2 separate regions of the Oryzias latipes genome follow, and region 2 is linked to region 1. A link is a contact called in public Hi-C data. All regions are on one chromosome and are shown on one strand. The core of a region is the stretch at or near the end of the contact, and the rest is flanking DNA. Distances in the headings are between cores, read along the strand shown. Region 1 overlaps nrp1 (neuropilin-1). Region 2 holds the start of nrp1 (neuropilin-1).

What was found. A called contact is a pair of places that touch in the nucleus more often than the background predicts.
Region 2: a contact with region 1 is called in a Hi-C map of embryo, with 1.8 times the contacts expected there. The contact joins the promoter of nrp1 here to the enhancer-like site in region 1. A contact is called at or near these places in 2 of 5 Hi-C or Micro-C datasets (embryo and fibroblasts).

The regions. Positions count from the first base shown.
Region 1 is chr20:8,349,138-8,356,008 of ASM223467v1, reverse strand. It overlaps nrp1 (neuropilin-1), which reads left to right. Exons shown (of 19, transcript XM_023950444.1): 11 at 2,242-2,573; 12 at 3,831-3,975. Among protein-coding and RNA genes, the nearest start is that of itgb1, 20 kb to the right of the region's middle. Within about 2 kb of position 5,443, at least 1 of the 8 cell types and tissues checked has an H3K27ac peak or open chromatin away from gene starts, as enhancers often do.
Region 2 is chr20:8,403,655-8,410,999 of ASM223467v1, reverse strand. It overlaps nrp1 (neuropilin-1), which reads left to right and starts at 1,738. Exons shown (of 19, transcript XM_023950444.1): 1 at 1,738-1,825; 2 at 1,916-2,242; 3 at 3,103-3,508; 4 at 4,335-4,509. The coding sequence starts at 3,373.

The sequences.
Region 1 (6,871 bases), core at 4,194-6,693:
AAATTAAGCTTCAAACTGCATTTCTGGGTATTTCTACATTCAAATCAATGTGAATCAGGAGCAAATGAAAAGAAAATGTCGGAGGAAAAAGAGCATATTTGTGATGTGGAAAATACACTGGGTTGAGCCACAAGCTGCCTGCTCCTCTCCATTCTGATGCATTCACTTGCAGACAAATGGATCCATGAACGTCTTTGTTTTCCTCATTTGAGCTGGAATCTGGATCAAAACTAAACAACTGGATTGCTCCAATATTGTTAGTCATTTTTGCTGCACTAGTAATGTTAGGTTGGAGTGTGAAGGGCTGTAAACGGAGAATTCTGAAATGGGAAGGGAAATAAATAGGGGGGGTTGGGTCCCTCTGCGCCAACTGTCCTGCTCACAACTCAGAGGTGAATTTCTGTTGAACTATTAGAAAACAATCTGTTTTTTTGTTGGGGGGGGGGGGGGGGGGGGGGGGGGCTAAAAAAACAGCATATTTATAATTAAAAGATTGTCAGAAATGCTTTTGAAATAGCTCAAAAACTGATGGGCGTGGAACTTTAAATTAATCTTTTTTTCTCTGATCATCATGACTTTTGATCTCATGATGACCTGAATCCCTAAATGTAACACCACATCCCTCCATCACACCCCCTACTTATTAAAATAAAAAGATTGACTGACTTGTGCTTTTAATGTATAAATATCTGATCAAGCAGCACTCTCCACCCTAACTCTGCACGTGGCCCACATCTCCTCCACATCCACAAACATAAACACCAGCTCTTGCCCTCCGCTGGGTGTGTCCTGCCATCTCTGCAGCCTCTGCAGCTGATGTTGATTAACAGCTCCAGATGATCCGTGGAGTTCGCCTGAGTGGCTAAATCAGTCTTCCTCTCTCCCACACTCTCAATCACATGCGGGTACCTGTCACATATATCCTCCCTCTTCAAAGCCAGAGGCTAGCTCCTCTGATCTTGTCAAGCAGACGCTGGCCAAACACCAAAGAAAGTTTTTTCCACATTAACAGTGTTTGTTGCTTTTGCTAAGATGCAGAAACAGTTTTTTTATAAGTTTGCAAAGGAAATTATAAAAAAAAAATCATTTAGGCGTTTTTTTTATTCAATTTTCTGTGAAGTTGGACAAAAATTCAATGTAAAAAAAATGAAAAATCAAATCAGAATGCAAATGCTTACATCATGCTTATGCTATGTTTACATTGAGCATGTGACGTGCGTTCAAGGACGTGCTTAACTGCACCTGCAGTTGGAAGAGGCTTAGTGCAAAATGTCAATAAGTTGCAAATCTTGTGAATCTTATTCGTTCATAGTTTTATTTCGATATATATAAAAACTTGGTGTCCAATAATTTAGGCAGTTCCCCACTGCAATTAATAATTTGTCCTCCATGATCAATTTTCCAATGACTGGCTGAATGAATAGGAACCCCATTCATTCATCACTACCATACGAGTTTCCGTTTGGTCAAAGTTCAACTTGGTTTAACTTTCAGGGTGCGTTCAATAGCTGCACATTTTGTCTTTGGAGCTTGAAAAACAGTTGTAGAAACTTGCATAGCTATAAGTGAAGACCATTTTTTTAAACCCGGATGCCCAAAGCACGCATTTGTATAGACTTCTCATTGGTAGTGACCACTTGAAAGCGCTTTGTCGAGGGCGGCAGAACGTAGCTTCAGACAGAAGGATGTTAAGTCCAAAAAATCAGGATAAATTTCAAGACGGCTGTCTAACTTCTAAGTGCTTATGAGGATCTAAAATGAGATTGGATAAGAGGAAACATGCAGGACACTAAGTGGACACTAAGTTTTGATCTCACAGATGTTGACAGGTAGAGCAGCGATGAGTGCTGCAGATAAAACACAAAGTGTTGTGAGAAAAGGCTTGTCAGGAGAGAGGGAAGGAGAGAGATGAAAAGAATTAGGTCCCTCAGAATGCAGGAGGTAGAAGCAGAAACCAAGGTGAGCCTTTTAATTGGCTGCTTGGAGACAACAGCTTCAAGGGGAATGCATGAGATCTGCAGACAGAGAGAAAAAGAGATCACAGTAACATCACAAGGAATTTGAGGAAAGGTCCTTCTCTCTTTGGCTTTGGCTGTCCCTGCTTCCCTGCATGAGTCCTACTAAAACTTGACTGATGGTTTAATAAATAATGCTGAACCTCCAGCTTTTGGATAAAGTTTTTTTTGAGTTTGTCTCAGTGGCTTACATCAAAGAGTTAATTCATCTTGTTTTATCGGACAGAGTATCCGTGTTCTGGCATGCTGGGAATGGTATCAGGCTTGATCGCCGACAGCCAGATCACTGCATCGTCCCACACCGACAGGAACTGGGTACCTGAGAACGCCCGGCTCCTCACCAGCAGGACGGGGTGGACCCTGCTGCCCCAGCCGCAGCCCTTCAGCAAAGAGTGGCTGCAGGTGGATCTGGGGGAGGAGAAGCGAGTGAAAGGGTTGATCATCCAGGGAGGAATGCACCGTGACAACAAGGTGTTCATGAAGAAGTTCCGCCTGGGCTACAGCAGCAACGGCTCTGACTGGAGGATGGTGTTGGACCCCACTGGGAACAAGCCAAAGGTAGGTCTGACTCTGTGTCTATCCATCCAGGCCTTTCAGGGTCATGGGGTTAGAGCATGTTTTTGGGATTGTCTGAAGAAACCAGAGTACCTGGAGAAAGAATTTGAACCAGGGCCTTCTTGCTGTGAGGCAAGAGCACGAACCACTGTGCCTCCTTGTGGCCTACTTGGTGTGCAATTGGGTGTTAATTCAGGTTTGATTAGGATGGTTTGATTTTCCAACATGTCCAGGGTGTACCCCACCTTCACCTAACTGCGGCTGGATAGCCTCCAGCAACCCCATGACCTCAAACAGGAATGAGCAGGTTTAGAAAATGAATGGATGGATAGTTTGATTTTCCAACACAAGTACAATATTCAAAGAGCAAAATTGAAAAACGGGTATTTCAACTTTCCCTCAGGGGATTGATTTCTGTTTTGACGCAGTTCGGTCAGTGGGACGTTGCGTCTCGCAGTTATGAGTCACTTATTGTAAGTCAATTTCAGCAGTGCGCTGAATCACATTAGGATAAGCATCTGAAATCTCTCAGAGGCCTTTTCTCAGTTTCCTGCTTTGTATTCTGCTCAACACACACCGTTCAGCCTTTCGTATGGATGGTGAAATCTCCCCAGAGGAGAGCGGGATGGGAAGAGTCCAGAGAAAACGGGAGACCAAAGACAAGAGAGGAAATGATGTGAAACTCAGAGAGAAGCAATCGTAGATTTATCTGCCAGCATCACTCTGTGGAAAGAAGAAATGCTTTTCTCATTGGACGCATATATAAAAACAAAAGACACCTATCAGGGGTATGCGGCCGGCCACGCACATTTTCAAGAAGGGCCTGTCCCCAATTACAAGTGTTTCTGGCAGGGCATAAATCTGATCAAGATGGGTGCTGGGTTGATTTATAAAGGGAGTGAGGGGAATCCATATCCAGCCTGTCCTGGTTAGCTGTGTTTCTGCACAGCATTCAAAGCTCTCTGGGATCCTTCACGTGATCACATCCATTAATCCACATCCATCAATCCTCTATCTCTGTCTTACGTTTGCTTTGAGCCTCTTTCTCCTTCAATATTGTCTTTGCCTTGTTAAAAGTTTAAGCTTAAATTAAAGAAACTTGCTTTTTCTTTTTTTGGTTCTTTAGAGTTCTCATAGGTTAGGTTTCCATTATTGTATCCCCCCTTCCCCCTCAAACCCATGATTCTTCATCTTTGCATGTCACTTAAGAACTTAGAAAGATGAAGAGAAATATAACATTGTTGTTGCTTTCTCTGACAGATATTTGAAGGTAACAGCAATTATGACACTCCTGAGCTGAGGACAGTGGAGCCCCTGCTGACCCGTTTCATCAGGATTTATCCGGATAGGTCACCTCCTGCCGGAATGGGCCTACGACTCGAGCTGCTGGGCTGTGAAGTCGAAGGTAAGCAGGAAGAACATGCAATCATCAGTCAAATGTTTGGTTCTCTCTGGTCTCTATATTTTCTTTTTTGGAGAAAAACCTTTATTATTGGAGAAAAACCTTTAAACCAGTACGAATGTCAAAACATTAAAAAGAAATTACAATCTTCTAACCACAAAGTTCTGATTCAGGCTCAGAACAGGACAGACCCACTCAGCGCAGAGGGGTAGGCAATGCTGAGAAACCTTAATCACAACTGGCCTTACAGTTGGATATGGGGCGTCTGCGGATGAAAAATGGGCAAACCTGTACAGGGCATAGCCCGCATGAAATTTTAAGATTGTTGACCACTTGGTGAGCCTGTAGAGTGAAAATGTTCATGAACTTTTTCTTTTCTACGGTCACGCTGCAAGCGACAGCAAACACTTAATACGCAATGGTCAGTAAGGGTGAAGTAGGTGATACACAGGAATGTTGTATGGATTATTTATTTTCTAAACCTACTTGAACTCTTCGCACTGTGCAAGGAGGCCCGTAATTTCTGTTTAAGCGATAAGCATGAAGCCTGGCTGCTAGAAACTAAGAAGTTCCATTCTCATGATGTCCCTTTAGGTGCCTGCGCGAGCATCAAAAGTACTACAAGACACCCCTGTGCTCCCTTTAGGATAGGGCCACTCCTTTCTACGACCCTCCACAGGCCCGGAAACCCTAAAAACCCATAGAACCATGTGGGTCAACCCCTAAGGCCTACCACATTCCAACTCCCCTTTCACGCTTACCCAAATAAAGTAGGAATTAAACTTTGTTTCAGTCGAAGAAGCCCTTGTAGGAATGAAGGTTTTTTAAGTATACCAGATCTGTCATCACCTTACATGGTTATTTAAAAATGTACCTGAGGGTCCGTCTGTTAAACACACAATTATTCAGCTTGTGCTCTTTATCCAAACAGGAAAGATTTCCCCTCGTTTGATCAAAGCTGCCCCTACAGGTAGCTTCTTCCGGAGGGAATCAAATGAAAGCATAAAAAGGACACCTGACCAGCTCGGTTAACGGCAGCCTGGTCCTCATCAAGCTCGTCGCAGCTGCTGCTTTGTCTTTTCGTCTTTCAAAGGACCAGCACACACTTTGCAGTGTTTGAAATTACCCTTGTTTTTTCTTTCTTATCTGTCCCTCTTAAAGCTGATGAAGCACAGAAGCGGCTCAGTGATGCAGGAGCGTGTTCGCTCTAAGTGGATTTACATATTGGATTTCAGGAAGGCCCATTCTCTTGTAAGCCTCGTGGGCTCCCACCGGGAGCTTTAGTCACACGATAATGCTTGTCTTAGGTGTTAATGCTGAACACACATACGGAGAGGTGCACACTGGGGAAAAAACCACCATCACCACTCCAAATTGGTGGCTGCAGAAGTACAATGGAAGGTGCCCGTCCGCGTGTTTGTGTGTTTAGCAAGCCACAGCAGAAGGGCTAAACCCTCATTTCTGTGAGGGGGCTCCCCTGACGCAGCGTTGACCCCATCCTCGACCTCTCCCACCCTCAATCTGACAGGGGCTGATCTGCCTCATTTTTCATCTAGGAGAGGGCGGGAACAGGAGCACACACACATGGACACACAAACACAAATCCACATTTTTCATACAGCTTACCCCAATCTGTCTGTGCCTCTCTTGCTGCTCCTTCTTTTTCTTCCACCTGTACTGTGGAAGCCTAATCGTTACTCAGTTAGTGAAAACATTCAGCAAAGCGCACACACACTGCAGGGTGGCTGTGCAGCAGCGGAGCGTAGATCGGATCTCGGCCGTCGGCCACATTTCAGTGAACCAGGCTCTAATGACAGGCCACATCGGCCCTGCCTATACACAGTCTGGTTTTTTACCCGCCCAAGCACCATGCATTAGCGTCAGTTGTCACTATTTATACACCCACAACTTGGTTATAGGAGGAATTTAACAGCAGGAATATATTATTGCCTGTTATGTTCATTTCTTGCTGCCATGTTAAAAAATGCAACGTTTATCCTTTTTACATGAAAGAAACTACTTTTGCAGCAAACACCTGCAGTTTCTAAGGCCTTATAGCATATTTTCCACACTATAAGGTGCACTTAAAAGCCTTAATTTTTTTCTAAAAATGACAGTAAGCCTTATAATCCAAAATGCCTTACATATAGATGTAAACAGATATGGAAACATTTTTAAGAGGTACACAGCGCTCTCTCAAAATCTTGGTCTGTTTTTTTGTACAAGTTGCAAACAAGGTTAGGCGTTATTGTGAATACACCAACGACACAGCTACTGTACACTAGCTAATGTGTAGCTATGCCGGACTGTGTTTTCTTTATGTGTTACTAACAAGGTTGGGAGTTAGCGTAGTCACAACAACGTTCGTTTTAAGGCCGTGTCACACTGCCACTATGTACATTTTGCGCCTGGTGCACTGATGTGTCACAAATGAACCAAGTTAAAACCACGGAAGAAGTACGAATAAACCACACAAAAAACACGTAAATAGGACATAAACCGTGTGTGATTATTGCACTGTTTTTATGGAATTCATTAGTGTGTCAATTACGTAAATTGAATGTGATATGCGACGTATACGTGATATAAAAGTTATGCATCAGTGGTACATGCGTGAAAAGCCTGTTAGACATACGTGGATATACCTGGGACAGTCGTGGAAAACCACAAATTTGCCACACAATTGTGTAAGGTTTACGTAACAATTGCATATAAACTATGTAAAATATGCATACACTGCACAATTCTTAACTGCCCAAAAATTTACAACAGCTTAAAACTGAATTTGCGTAAAGACCCGTCGGCCGAAACCCTCAATGGACATCTGGGCACATTGATGATTGATGGATTGCGTATATCACTCATGTATCATGAAAGCTTGAAATTCCAAATGTGGAAA
Region 2 (7,345 bases), core at 489-2,988, 59 kb before region 1:
GAGACAAAGAGTCATAGATGAGTCTGTCAGCAAGTCAGACTTTATTCATTGCTAAAATGTGTTTGCAACACGCAAAAAAACGCTACCCACTAGCTGCGTAAGCACATTTACAATAACACCTAAGCATGTTTGCAATAAGTAAAAAAACGAATACAGCTAAAGCAAACGTTACTGTGACTATGATAACTATCAACAGAAACCCTTCAAAAAAACACTCCAACACCGCTACATGTACCCGTGGTCAAAATTACACCCAACTCATAAAAAGTACAGATTGATACCATTTTTTTTGAGATGCGTACCAACTAAATGGCTCAGTTGTTTATAAGTGCGGGGACTGGGACACGGGAAATCAGGGTCCAACTCCCCAATGAGTTTCATTCAGATTGCTTCTACTGCCACAAGGAGTCTCAGCTCTGGGTGTCCCTGTGCCGGTCCCCAGCCCGGATAAAATACAGGAAGGCAAGGCATCAGGCATAAACATCTCTGCCAAACCACCTGTGCTAATTATCGAAGGCTGATGTGCTGTGGCGACCCCTGACAGGATATGCTGAAAGGTGAACATTTTGACAGGGAGTTGTGTACATCTCTGGTCATGTTGACATCAGTAAACATGACCAGAGTTTGTCCAATTAATAAGGCACACTGTTGACTCAGTGCGCTTTATACTGCAGAAAATACTTTACTGAGGCTGGAAGCAGTGTAGAATCCCTTGATCCAAGATGAAAAACATCACCTTGTGCTATCTTTATCCTCAATTCTTTGTTTTTTATAATTGATGGTTAAAAATGTGAATTTTTACTCAAAAATTTTACACATTACATTTTAAAAACGTTTTGTTCTTTTTTTCTCTTAAAAACGGATGTGACTAATTCAGGGAGCACTGGTTTAGTTTGCCTGCTCTGCTGCCCCCTTCAGGTCAGAACCAGGAGCCCAGCAGCCGGAGGTCTCTTTATTGGAGTCAATTGAGCTCACGCAATGAGAGCGCCGGACTTTTAACTCTTTCGAGTCCAGGAGAGATTTCGGAGCAGGTCCTTCCTGTCTCAGTCTCAGTTATTAAAGTTGCACAAAAAGATTTAAAATGGAGCAAAGAAGCTGGTTCCTTTTTAAAAACTTTGTCTCCACCCACCCCTCCACCCCATACAATGTGCTGCTATCTCAACTCGTGATGAATCCAGAAAGCAGCGCGGCTTCTGTTCCATTCCCCTGTTTGATGTGGCTCCGCATACCAGCGGTGTCAACAGATTTAGCTCAAAATAGCATATGCAGTCACTTTTTTTTTCAAGCTGAAGCAAACAGACATCTGTGTTGTCTGCAACAACATAAACTGTCAGCAGGATAAGAAACTCTGGGCCCCTGCCGACGCACAGTTGCGCATTCAGAAAAATATATCCAATATTCCAAAGGGAGTATCTGCGTGTGGCGCGCTGTGGCGACCTTTGCGCGCGTCTTAATATTCTTTATCTCCGCGCTCCGAGGGAACTGGAGATCCAATCGGCAGTTTGAATAAGATCCCGAAGTATTCCTGCAGCAATCGTGTTTATCACACATGTATATGGAGCCGCGGGGGGATTGCTTGGGAGCTCAGGAAGTAGAAGGCGGATCGGATTCGGGATGAGTCAGGGGCGCATTTCATGTTTTCCTGGGAGCGTCAGGTTGAGGCAGCTGAGGGAAATCTGCATATCGACCGCGAGACGCACGCGCCTCGCACACGAGCGTGCGTAAAAAGGGGGCGTGTGGGACGGGCAAAGACTCAAGCGAGCCCCCCCCTCCACATTTTCATCGGTCTCTGAATCGGGAGCGGATGAACAGAAAAGGAGAGAAGGTGGGCAAAAAATAATGGAGGAAACTTAAATGTGAGGACTTTTATTTTTTTGATATATTGCGCATTCTTTGTACCTCCCCACGCGCGCAGGAATCCTCCCTTTCTTCCCTCGCTGTAGCTGGATTTGGGATGTGACAGCGCAGAGTGAAAGACGGAGGATCAACGGGGGAGGAGACGTGTCTGTGCGCGGAGAACAGAGCGGGTATACCCGGCTGCGCGTCTGCGCTGCGCCGCTCCACGCTGTTGGGGAGGGAGAGTCTGCATGGGGAGGCTAGGAACAAGTTAAATTGTTGTTGAAAACCTCTGGATTGGACGTGTTGCCATTCTAAAAGAACCGTGGGATCGTGGAGACACGCATGTGGGGAGTGGAGAGAGGAGGGCCGGATGCCTACGGGTCTGGGAGTCCTCGAGACGCAGGTGAATATTTGTTTTTATTCCACAATATGAAGAACCCAACAGAATTTTGTCTTAATTTAAAAAGTTTTATAGTCAAAACTGGAGATTCTTCATTTAATCTGTAATTTAATCTGTTGTGCTTTGTGGGATTTGGAACCAAAATATTTGGGATGACCTTTTAGTCATTTTCCTGTCTTGGAGCCTAAAAAGTGGAAAATAAGTTTTATTTATTTTTATCAAATGAAACAGACTAAAACAATAGAAATAATAGTGAAAGCTTTGAAGAATAGTGGAAGAAATGGCGCTAAAAGGTGTGCATTTCCAAGAAAAAACACACAAAACACATAGCACTTTGTTATATTTTGTTTTCTTTTGTGATCAGAAACATAATACAACTTATCGAGGAGATAATTTAATCATTTGAAAATGAGACTTGGGTCGCGTTTTTTTGTAAAACTGGCCAGTTTGTGTTGGCTACTACCTCCGACGGGGGGTCCAGTTGTACCACTACACCTCCCATTCATGCTGCCTGCTTCTTTTTTGTAAGAAAGGAAAGTGGGAGGGAGGGAAGGAGGGGGCAGGAGAGAAAGAAACGAGCGAGAGAGCCATGTCACTTAACGCACCGCTGGCGCGCCGAGCCTCAGTCTGAGACATCTCTTACGCACGACGGCACGGGGCTTTTCAGACCCAAGTCAGCCCTCATCAAACCAGTCTTCAGCCTCTCTGAGTCCGGGAGAATGATCAGCCTCGCGCCTTATCTTTAACAGACGGGTGTTTCCAGATATTTGAGGGGGAAAACCGTCCAGGGCGCACGGTGGTTGCGCATTCACCATTTCCTCCCTCAATATATTTATCCTTTGAACTGTATTTCCCTTCCACAGCCAAGGACTGCAGCCCGCCTGGGCATCAACTGAAGAAGGAGTAAGAAAGCAAGGTGGAGACCCTTATTTCTTTTTTTCCCTTTTCTTTTCTTTCTTTGGCGCATCTTTGGAGAGGATATGGCACACCGCGCGCAAACGATAGGAGACAGGAGCTGAAAGACAGGATGCCAGCCACCTGAGCTCGGGCTCACATCAGCTCCAACTTTTCTCAAAAAGAGGCACTTTATGTTGACAAATTAAACTTTAAAAAAAACTTTTGGAGGATTTTGGATGCTTTTTTCGTTCCTTTGTCTTTTTCTTTGGATGTTTGATTTTATTCTTTTGGGCGACAAAACAAGGATGCATTGTGGATTAGTTTTTATCCTGTTAATGGGAATCCTCCTGGTGGTCAAGGCTTTGGAAAAAGGTAAGTGTGTCATTTGATATCTTTTCAAATAAAGCTTTTATGTACTCTGGAAAGCCACTAATTCCACTATTTTTTTTAAAGATTAGCTCCCTCTGATCTCCGCTGATCTGTGGGCAAACTCAATGCTTACCTGCACGCACTGACACCGCCTAAAGAAAGCTTTGTATTGTCCCAACTAAGCATTCCTTAGTGATTATTCTCTTAATACCTTAATGTCGCTCCCTTGATTCTAAGTTGTTCTTTATGTTCTTCTTAACATTTTGAGTTTGTTTTTTCTGATTTGGCGCAAATTGATCGGAAAAAGGAAGAAAAAATTTTCTTTTAAATTTCTTCAGAATTTTTTTGACTTTTTTTACATTTCTGCGCATAATTGGTATTGCAACATGTAAAAGCCCATAAAACCTATTTTAAAAGAGGTGTATGATAAGACTATGAGTTTTCGAACGAATTTAAGTTAAAAGCAACAGATGTGCCTTAAATTCACACTTTTATCTTGTTCAAATGTTTAAATTGCGTATTCCAAACACCTGAATTTGCTTTTTTGTCATGTGAAAAAACGTATCTTTTCCAGTTTTTTTTTTTACTTGCATGCCTAAGCATTGATAAATAAACCCACATTGTTTGTTAATTAGTTTAAATCCAGCTGCACTGTCGGCAGGACTGTGCGCATGTCTGGAACGATTTCCTCCAAATTAAAATTAAATCTGGGAGTAAAAGAAAGACTTTATTCTTTTTGGGGAAAAAATGCGCACAAGAAAAATGTAGAAGTTTGTTTGTAAACACGAGGAGGGCTCTGAGCTCAGCCTTTGTGCGTCTGACTCCTCAGATAAATGTGGGGGCAACATCAGAATCTCCAGCGCCAGCTACCTCACCTCGCCCGGATACCCCAGTAGTTACCCCGCCTCCCAGAGGTGCACCTGGGTGATCACGGCGCCTGGTCCTCACCTGCGGATCTTCATCAATTTCAACCCGCATTTTGATCTGGAGGACCGGGAGTGCAAGTAAGTGGGCAAACAAACTTCCAGCAAGCATTTAAAAATGCACAAAAGATTAAAAAAATGGCTTGAGAGTAATTTAAGAGCCAAAACGGCTCGATCTGGCGTATTTCTAACTCATGGGGCACATGCACGCGCGTGCATGGTGTGTGGACACAGCCGATCACGCCCATTGCGCGTGAAACCGCGCCATCTAGCGTTAGGGCGCTCTCCGACGCTGGCGGAGGAACTGCTCGTCCTCTCCGCGTGCTTGGTCTCAGAAATGTGCTTTTTATTTCTGTTTCTGGGGGGTTGTAGAAGTATCGATTTTTGGACTCTGACTGGAATCTTTGTCGTTTTGCAGCTCACCTCGCGGGGCTAAAGACGCACCAAAGGCAATTAACCGAGGCTCTGTCTGTGAAAATTAAAACAAACTCTTCTTTTCTGGGGGGAATGCATTTCCTTGAAGACACAGCTACACAACATGAAAATTTGTTGCGTTAGAAAATAAAACTGTCCTTGTCAAATATCAGATTATAATCTGTGAAGACTCCATTTGGACCCTCGATGACCGTGCGTAAAAGATCCATATTGGTGTGCGCCAGCAGAAGGGCTGAGCGGCCAGGCTTTTGTGCAGGGACAGCTTGAGCCGGTGAAACCAGAGACAGACAGTAATGTGATGAGGCTGTGTGAGTGTGCGTGCCCTGGAGGTGAGCTGTGCCTGGGCAGAGCGCCTTGTCTGAGCGTCCTTCCCCACACCGTCTGTGTGTGGCTTCTGTGCGCGCGCCCTGCTCTGTCTCTGCTGTTTGTTTACGCTGCAGGGCTCAGGAGAGCTGCACTGGATCCTGTTACTGTATCTCTGATCCACCCCTTAAAAAAAAAGAATCAGGACGCCCCCTGCTTGTTTTGTGCGCCTTGAATGGACCCCAAATATCCAAGGTTTTACTTTTAATCCTACTTTAACCTTTTGGATGCTGCTGTCAGAGGTCTGAGGCAGACTGGACCCTCCTGGATGCTCCGTGACACTTCTTACTGCTTCAGTTTCAGCACCAGAGGGACTATTAAACTGTTCAAAATGCCCTGTCAGGAGGGAGGAAGTGCAAGATAACAATGCTTGTGCTAATCTAGTTAGTAAGGACTGAATTTCCTGTGTTTAAGCGCTCACAACACAGTTTAGTTAGTTGGTGCAGGATCGTAGAAGAAAGCTGGTTTCAAAGGGACCTCACAGGCTGATCAATTTATCCCTAATCTTTCATTTAAATGACAAATGTTTCATCATTTTGTTTTGCCATCACCTGAAGCTGACGATTCCTTGTTTGATCGTTTGAGTTGAGTTTCAAACCCTTTGTCCATGAAACTATGACATTAGATAGCTTAAAGTGATTTATTCGTCTTAGTTTGTTGATGAAAGGCATCAGATTATGCATTAGAAATGCTGCCACAGCTATGTTTCATGTATGAACAAGAACTAAAACTGAAAAAACTCTTTTAGGCTCAAAAATAAACCTGGTCCTGATCTTCCTGAAGCTTTTTTTAGCTGCTTTCTCGCCCGTCTTCCAAGCTGTGTGCCTGTGTTTTCGCTGCTTTTGTTCCGTAAGCCATTTATCCCTCACCTGTGGATCACTGAAGCTTAAAATCGGCACCTAAGTCAAGTGTTTACACATTCTTTTAGGCATGCCACTTCATCTTTTGTCCACCACTTGTCCAGCTTCTTCAGAACTCACTGCACATTAGGGGTTTGGTAGCTTACTGTGGCTTTGGCAACAGAAGAAAGACTATTTATTGCAACCAAGTCAAACACTGATAGCAAGGATGGTTTTTAAAGTTGTTTCACTGCTCTGGTTCATGTCTGGATTTGAAGATTTAAGCCCAAAAGATAAATAGGTAAAAGTTTAAAGGACTGGGCTGAACGTGAAAGAGAAAAAACAAACCTCTGAAAGTCTTTTAAAAGGCAGTGAAGTAAGAAACCTTTTAAAAAAATATTGCAAATTAAAAGAGTAGGAGAGGTGACAGGATTGCCTCATTACTTTAATCCAAAATGTTAAAGTGTAAAGTTTATATTGTTTGCAGTTTTGCCAAAATCTAAAAATCTGTGTCCTTTTTTTTAAGACATAGTTTCTACAGGGCGACAGTAGCTCATTAGAAATTCACCTCCGAGTTGTGGACGGGACCATTGGCGTGGAGCAAACCTGCCATTCCTTCCCCTCCCCACTGCTGAGAGCTCTCTGTTTACCGCGCTCTCCTGCTAACATTAGCAGTGCAACAAAAATGGCGAGCAATGTCATAGTTATCCATCCATACAGTTTATATCCAGATTCCGGCTCAGACGAGGAAAACAAAGACGTACACGGATCTATTTGTCTGCAAGTGGATGCATCAGAATGGACCAGAGCAGGGAGCTTGTGGCCCCCCCAGTGTATTTTCTTTGTCACAAATGGAATTTTTTGTTTGGCTGCTTCAAATTCACAATGATTTTAATAGAGAAATACAGTATTTTCCACACTTAAAAGGCTTAATTTTTTTCAAAAAACACAAAGTGCCTTATATATGGTTTAGGTCTCAGAGGTACACGGCGCTCAACATGCAGCTAATGGTTCTAACACGGCTAATGTGCAGCATGTTAGAACCTGTTTGTATCACACTACACATTTAATAATAAATGACCTCATCTCTGACTTTTTTTTTCTCGCCTTACATATGACATACGTTGGAAAATAGACCATCCGTTGACGGTGCGGTTTACGCTGTGCCCTGTAGTGCGGAGAATATGGTTATTACAAATGCAATTTGAGCCTCCACCAAATTCCCCAAGAACATGTTAAAAACACCAAAAAAACAATTTTCATCAGAGTGGGACTTTTAA